Regions from separate parts of the Danio rerio genome. Here region 2 is linked to region 1. A link is a contact called in public Hi-C data. All regions are on one chromosome and are shown on one strand. The core of a region is the stretch at or near the end of the contact, and the rest is flanking DNA. Distances in the headings are between cores, read along the strand shown. Region 1 overlaps camk1da (calcium/calmodulin-dependent protein kinase 1Da). Region 2 holds the start of optn (optineurin).

Region 1 (3,995 bases), core at 65-2,564:
CAAAGGTTTTAGAATTTTATTAGAATGCTATAACATTTTGATTTGATTTGATTAATTTATTTTCGAACAAAAAAATGATACATAAAATGTCATTACAAAAAGAAATACATTTCAACATGGTCGAAAATGGAGCGGGATGAAGCATAAGCTTATTATTCTCCCACCCCATTACCCCATACATCATTTATTTATTACTTAAACCTATTTATTCTTTTACCTATCTCTTTTTTTTACATGAAACAAATTTGATCCTTTTGGCATCTTTGAAAAATAATTTGTTTAATTCCATTTGTACCTTTTCATTTTGTAACAGACCCCAAAAAAAAGAAAAAAAAAATACATAGTACTGCAAATAAACAAAAAACAACAACAACAACAACCTAGTACTGCAAATTTTAGCTTCCTATCATCATGTTTTGACAATTAGCTAGGATGTTTTAACTGTGCTAGCATGTTCATCATTTCTATATTGTAAATAAAGCAATATAGCAAGAGTACATTAGCATGTTTCACCATATTTTAGCATGTATGTTTTGGCATGTTTTAGCATATTTTAACGTTTCAGCATTTATTTTTAGCAAGTTTTAACATATTTTAACATGTTTTATCATGTATTTACCACGTTTCAACATAATTGAGCATGTTGTTGGCATGCTATCGCAGTTTTCGCAATTTGTTGCCCTAGTGTTTTAGAATGTTATAAGCATGCTTTCACACTTGTGCTTGTTATTATGTTTTGACAATTACCAAGAATGTTTTAGCATTGCTAGCATGTTCATAATTTGTATATTGTTAAAAAAAAACTGTGGACTACAAGAAAATATAACAAAAATACATGAGCATGTTTCAACATATTTTAGCATGTTTTTAGCATGCTTTAGCATGTTTTTAGCATGTTTTAGCATAAAACAAAAATATATTACCATGTTACAACATGTTTGATCATGTTCTTATTTTGTCTAGCATGTTCATATTTTGTACCAAAAAAAAAAAAAAACTGTGGACTACAAGACAATATGACAAAAATACACCATAAATTTGAAATATATTTTATATTATATACATTCATGATGTACCTTTTTCCATTTCCTTGTAGTCCAAAGTTTATTGGTATGTATTTGTTTTTCGTAAGTTTTATTTCACTAATTAATTATTACTTTTATTCAGTTGTAGTTTTAAATATGTATTTTTTGCAGCCTTTTTTATTTTGTTATTTTGTTTTTCTTTGACATGCAGCAGCACAACATACAGCCATGTTGGCTCACAGTGCTGCAGTCGCTCTAATCTAAGGGGAAAAGCAGGCGACTCTGGGGCAGTTCTGTCAGTGTGAGATAAGAAAAAGCTTCGAGTGTAGATAAAACCCACAAACATATGCAATCACTTTCTGCTGGCTAAATCTATAAGCACGCACTTTTATACAGTATATGAACATGCATTTTAAACACATCAACAACTCATAAGGAAGCAAAATACTCTCATCTCCATCTATTCTTACCCACGTATCCTGGCGTCCCGCAGGCGGTGGACATGACATCCCCTGTCCCCTCCATCTTAGACAGGCCGAAGTCACTGATCATGATTTTTGAGCCGTCTTGAGGGTTGAAGTAGAGCAGATTCTCAGGCTGGAGTGAAAAACACACGTTAAAATGAAGCTAGTGGGAAAACTGTGTGTTTGTGTTGTGGGTGTGTTTGTTCACCTTCAGGTCTCGATGGACGATGCCCATAGTGTGGAGGTAGTTGACAGCATCCAGTACTTGTCTGATGAGTGTGCTGGCGTCTTTCTCTGTGTAAAACCCCTTCTCTACTATCCGGTCGAACAGCTCTCCTCCAGACACACTGCAAACAGAGCATTAAAAACTAAAAACACACATAACCAATTATATTTTTACTAATAGACACTATTATTTGGGATTGGTTAGATTTTATGTTTTTGAAAGTAGCCTCTTGAATTAACAGGATTTTTTTAGAGACGATTTTTTATCGCATACATACATTCATTCATTTATTTTCCTTCGGCTTAATTCCTTATTTAAAACTATTCCAGCATGTTTTATGCAGCGGATGCCCTTACAGCTGCATCCCAGTACTAAGAAACACCCATACACTCTCATTCACACTCATACACTACGGCCAATTTAGTTTATTCAATTCACCTACAGTATAGCGCATGTCTTTAAACTGTGGGGGAAACCGAAGCAAGCAACACAGGGAGAACATGGAAACGCCACACAGAAATGCCCACTGGCTCAGCCGGGACTCGAACCAGTGACCTTCTTGCTGTGAGGTGACAGTGCTAACCACTGAGCCACCATGCCGCCCTTATTGTACACAGTTTTAAATAAATACGTTAAATAAATGTGATTCTGCACCACAGAAGTGTCAATAATACAATAACGCTGTTTCCGGTGATGTGCATTTTGTTGGCTGGGCGACGCAGTGGCGCAGTAGGTAGTGCTCTTGCCTCACATCACGAAGGTCGCTGGTTCGAGCCTCGGCTGGCTCAGTTGGTGTTTCTGTGTGGAGTTTGCATGTTCTCCCTGCATTCGCGTGGGATTCCTCCAGGTGTTCTGATTTTCCCCACAGTCCAAAGACATGCGGTACAGCTGAATTGGGTAGGCTAAATTGTCCGTAGTGTATGTGTGTGAATGAGTGTGTGTGTGGATGTTTTCCAGAGGTTGGTTGCGGCTGGAAGGGCAACCACTGCTTAAAAGAATAAGTTGGCGGTTCATTCCGCTGTGGTGACCCTGGATTAATAAAGGCACTAAGCTGAATAGAAAATGAATAAATGAATGAATGAATATTAGGCTGAAAATCTGGAATCTGAGGGTTTCAAAATTGAAAATATCAAGAAAATCGTCTTTGAGTTGATAAATGAAGCTCTTAGTAATTCACAATACAGTAGGAAATTTACAAAACATCTTCATGAAACTTGATCTTTAATTCATATCCTAATGTTTTTGTCTTAAAAAAGTAAAATGGATCATTTTGTCACATACAATATACCCATGAAAAAATGTTCTTCTGCTCACCAACGTTACATTTGTTGGATAAAAAAATATATAATTTCAACTTGAAACAACCTTATAACAGTTATATATTCATATATTTTAAAAATATAACTTCAAGTTTTATATATATATATATATATATATATATATATATATATATATATATATATATATATATATACTATATATTTATGTGATTGACTTTTTAGCATTATTACTCATTACATGATCATAGTACAAAGATGCCCAAAGTAGGGCCCTCGGTCCATGGTGACCTTTTATTTGGCCCACCATCCCATCTGAAAAGAGAGAAAGAATGAGGGGGAGGTGGTTGGGGCAAATGCCTTTGTCAATTTAATGTGAATTGAATTGAATTGAATGATATTCATTTCGAATTTAACGTAACCTTTTGTTTCTTTATTTTATTGCAGAGCTACAAAAAAGATGAAATTAAATGATTCAAATGATTCATTTAAATACTGTAAATGAATCAGACTTTTAAAATGTTAATACTGTCAGCAAACTGCACAAGACATTTGCAAGCAAATCAAAGTAAGCTTGACTAGTGTATTGACTAGTGTAACAAACTGAACTTGTATTATAAATGGCATTGATTATGTTTTACTGTAATAAGCTCATTATAAATGCTACAAATTAAACTGCATTAGTTAATATGATTCAGAGCAACATTTTCTAGTTATTTATATATATATATATATATATTACAGAATAAATTAGAAAATTACAGATGGCAAAATTTAATATATAAGGTTTGATATATACTCAGCCCACAGCCCTTAGTCAAGTTTGCTTTTTGGCCCTTTATAGGAAAACGTTTGGGCACTCCGGTTGATTTGCTGCTCAGTTACAATCAATTAATGTTGGCAGAAAAATAAATCTTACCAATCCCAGACTTTCAAAGGATAATGTAAAATAAGCATTTTCTACACTCTACAAAAAGCAAGGGGGTAAGAGAGAAGTGAATGA
Region 2 (3,995 bases), core at 1,021-3,520, 57 kb before region 1:
CTTTAAATTCAAATGAGATTGTGCTCTTTTTAAAAGAGGGTGGAGCTACAATCAGCTATGCGTCAGCAGATTTAAAATAGGACTAACGTCCAAAGAAGTGGCTCAGAAGAAGGCGGTCTATTGAGACTAGTGTGCATCCTAAAACTCCACATTTATAATCCTTTTAGTCGCTGACTTTATCTTCAGCAGGTAAAAACTCGGCCGGCTGCTTCTCGCTCAAGGCTGTTTATGCTAATTAGAGAGAGATCACTAATGGGCGGGGCTTTCCCCCTCTGATGACATGTACAAAGGGGGAATGTCAATCAAAGTGTTTTGACAGACTGTTTTTATCAAGTGTGATTATTTAAAACATATTTAATTCATTTTTACTATTAGAGGCTGGATATATTTACGCACTGTTGCAACACAACTGTGTTTAAACCCCTTATGAATGAGGTTTTTGCATAATAGGTGCCCTTTCAACTTAAACAGGCAAATATATGCTTAAAATAACTTTAAAATATGAATAGAATTTTAATATTTTACAATAAACCAAAATAATCTATTCGAAAGGTATCTATAAACATTACTTTTGCATTTTAAAAATACCAACAGGAATTATATAATGCTTAGTTATTGTGTTCAGCAATTTACAAGTGGTAAACACTAACATGCATTATGATCCTGTTAACATGTTTTTCATGCTAAATATGCAGTGATATTAAGACTATCCTGCAAAGTATGTGCTGATGCTAGTTTGCTCAGTCAGTTGATCTAATCATTTAGTGATTCACATTAAAGGAAAAGTTCAATTCAATTCATGTTTATTTCTTTAGCGCTTTTACAATGTAGATTGTGTCTTCCTGTAAATTGAAACAGTGTCAGTCCAGTTTTCAGAGTTGAAGTTCAGTTTAGTTCAGGTCAGTGTGGGTTAATTTCACTTAAAGTCCAAACACTGAAGAGCACAACTCCCAAAACAAGCGAGTCAGTGCTGAGGAATAAACTTCACCAATTGACGAAAGTGAAGGAAAAAGAAAAACTAGAGAGAAACCAGGCTCAGTTGGGCACGACCATTTCTCCTCTGGTCAGATGTTGGTTTTATATTCACACATTGATTCATTGTTGAACACTGAAAACTTGTGACAGCCTCCCTATATTGTTTTTTCCAAGCTACTTTTAATATTCGGTCTAAAATTGCATGCAAGTATGACTTAAAAACAAGATTAGCACTAATTATTTAATTGTGAACAATGTTGTACTTTGATAGTCATTGGCTGCAAATATGATATTTAGAATTTTCAAAGAATATTTTTCTAAAATTACATTATTAAGAAAGAAGTGCGAATATTAAACCAACTTTACGCCAATATGAATCAGAATTAATTTTATTGCCAAGTGTGCTTCAGTTCACACACAAGGAATTTGTTTTGGCTACAGAAGCATCCAGTGTACATAAAGTGACAACACGAAAATAAATATAAATAAAAGACAATAAACATTAAACAGAGATGCAGTTGGTCAAAAACATCTGGATGTTGAATTGTATGTACAGATTTGTTATAAATATACAGGTTGCTGTGTGCAGACGCGTATGGAGAAAGTATTGCATTGTATATAAGGTGATATAAAGTGGTGTTATTCGCTGACTAATCAAATATGGATTTACTCGAACTTCGGATAGATGCTTTGAAAGATTGGCACTATGAGTAAAGAAGGCCATTCAAAGCTATTTTGTAGCTCCAAACTACTTCATAAGAGTGCGATAAGATCACGAAACAGTTCTCTATAATCTGTCATTTGGGGAACATGTGGAAACACACATACATGAGTGGTAAACAATGCTTTACTCAGGTTTCCTCATGAGACTGTCCGCTTATCTAAATTCTGACAGTTACAAAATCTCACCGAGACGTTTCACAAGACAATTGGTCACGAGAAAACGAAAGTTAACAAGGACATTTGCGATAGAAATTAAATAATAGTTAATCTCCGCTCCAATGTGTTTCATAAGTGCGCCGCATATTATAGGCAATATATATATTGATATTCGTTTATGTCAAGTTTTAAATAACTTTTTGCATTTAATAGCACTGTCATACTCACCAGGCGATCGCGTCTTGTGTACAGCAACTTGTTTTGGGAAATGCTGCTCTTCCTGATCCAAACGTCAGTGGAAAGCGCTAAACGCACATATATGATATCAAGAATGATTGGTGCGTTACAGTCAGCCTGACACAGGTTTATGTCTATCCACCTTCATATGGATCTACTGTAGCGCTGCTTCCATTCACTGCATTGAATCAGCTGACGGAGTGCGTCATGACGCGGACGGGATTTCCCTGCTGAGGTCATTCCGCGTGACGCACTCAGATATAGGCCGAATCGAGGGGCTTTTCGAGACCCCTATATTGATTTTAGTATGACAGTCATCATGATTTCCTATTTATGTGGAAATGCTGTGGGTGAAAAAAAAAAGCCTGGCACTTTCTTTCCATAACTTTTATAAATAGCTTTGGCATAATGTGCTTCAATACAGAAAACATAATAATAATAATAATAATAATAATAATAATAATAATAATAATAACAATAATAATAATAAAAATAATAATAGCAATAATAATACATTTTATTCAAAGCGTCTTTCAAGAAACTCAAGGTCACTGTACGACATATATACAATTATTATACAATAATTAAAAAAATCAATAAACTAACATGGATATATAAAATAGAGAAGATGATCAAATACAAAGACCAAAATACTAATTGGAGCAGTGCAGTTATGGTATTTTAATACACAATCATTAGTATTTGTAAGATAATGAAATGAGGATGCATTGAATTTTCATGGAATGTATTGACTTTGTTTGTGCACTAGATGGAGCCACAGAAACAGATCTAAATGCACATGGGTCAAGGACGTCCTTTTTAGTGTCCAAATAAAACTTTGAGGAAGGCCTAATACTTTTCAGGGATATTAAATGCATGATCCATCATCCATCAAATGCATTCTTATTCTGATTTGTAGTTATTAAATAATAAAAAAGTGATCATGCACTAAAAACATAATTATTCATTCATTTTCCTTAGGCTTAGTCCCTTTATTCATCAGGGGTCACCACAGCGGAATGAACTGCCAACTTATTCAGCATATGTTTTGCTCAGCGAATGCCTTTTTAGTTGCGAACCAGTGCTGGGAAACAACCATACAATCATTCACACACTTACAATACAGCCAATTTAGCTTATTGAATTCAGCAGTTTTGGTGTAAAGTGAATTCTCACAGTCGGTGGTCTGTTACAGTATACATACAGAGTTATTTATATAAATCGTCACCTTAGAATTATAAGGTTGACTTTTTGACTTAGAATTATAAGGTTATGTGACTTTTTTTGTCAAAATTGAGTTATTAACATATTTTTATTAAATGACACCTTATTTACATTATGGGATTTTTTTTACAAGTTGTCTACATTTTAAGATGTTTTATTTTGAAAACAAATGGTACCCACATACTGTTTGCTAAATGGAATGCAAAAACTTTAAAGCTCAATATCTCAATCATTCAGAACACAGATAGAACCGTATAATTCCAAGGTGCATGACGAAATGATGATTAACAGAGCAAGGCATTTTTTACAGCATGTCTGATAATATTTTTTTTCTTCTGGAGAAAGTCTTATATGTTATATTTTTGGCTGGAATAAAAGCAGTTTTTAATTTAAAAAATGTAAGGTCAAAATTATTAGCCCCCTTAAGCAATATATTTTTTGATTGTCTACAGAACAAACCATCATTATGCAATGATTTGCCTAATTACCCTAACTTAGTTAGCCTAATCAACCTAATTGAGCCTTTAAATTGCACTTTAAGCTGAATACTAATATATTGAAAAATATCTAGTCAAATCAATCGTAATCAGTAATCAATTCTTAGAAATGAGTTATTAAAACTATTATGTTTAGAAATGTGTTTCTTTGCATTAAACAGAAATTGGGGGGAAATATACAAG

What was found. A called contact is a pair of places that touch in the nucleus more often than the background predicts.
Region 2: a contact with region 1 is called in a Hi-C map of an unstated tissue, with 2.0 times the contacts expected there. The contact joins the promoter of optn here to the enhancer-like site in region 1. A contact is called at or near these places in 2 of 18 Hi-C or Micro-C datasets (caudal fin and an unstated tissue).

What each region holds. Positions count from the first base shown.
Region 1 is chr4:8,443,495-8,447,489 of GRCz12tu, reverse strand. camk1da (calcium/calmodulin-dependent protein kinase 1Da) reads right to left here. Exons shown (of 11, transcript NM_001123060.1): 4 at 1,698-1,836; 5 at 1,496-1,622. Among named protein-coding and RNA genes, the nearest start is that of ccdc3a, 56 kb to the left of the region's middle. Within about 2 kb of position 1,314, at least 4 of the 62 cell types and tissues checked have an H3K27ac peak or open chromatin away from gene starts, as enhancers often do.
Region 2 is chr4:8,501,425-8,505,419 of GRCz12tu, reverse strand. optn (optineurin) reads right to left here and starts at 2,270. Exons shown (of 14, transcript NM_001100066.2): 1 at 2,083-2,270.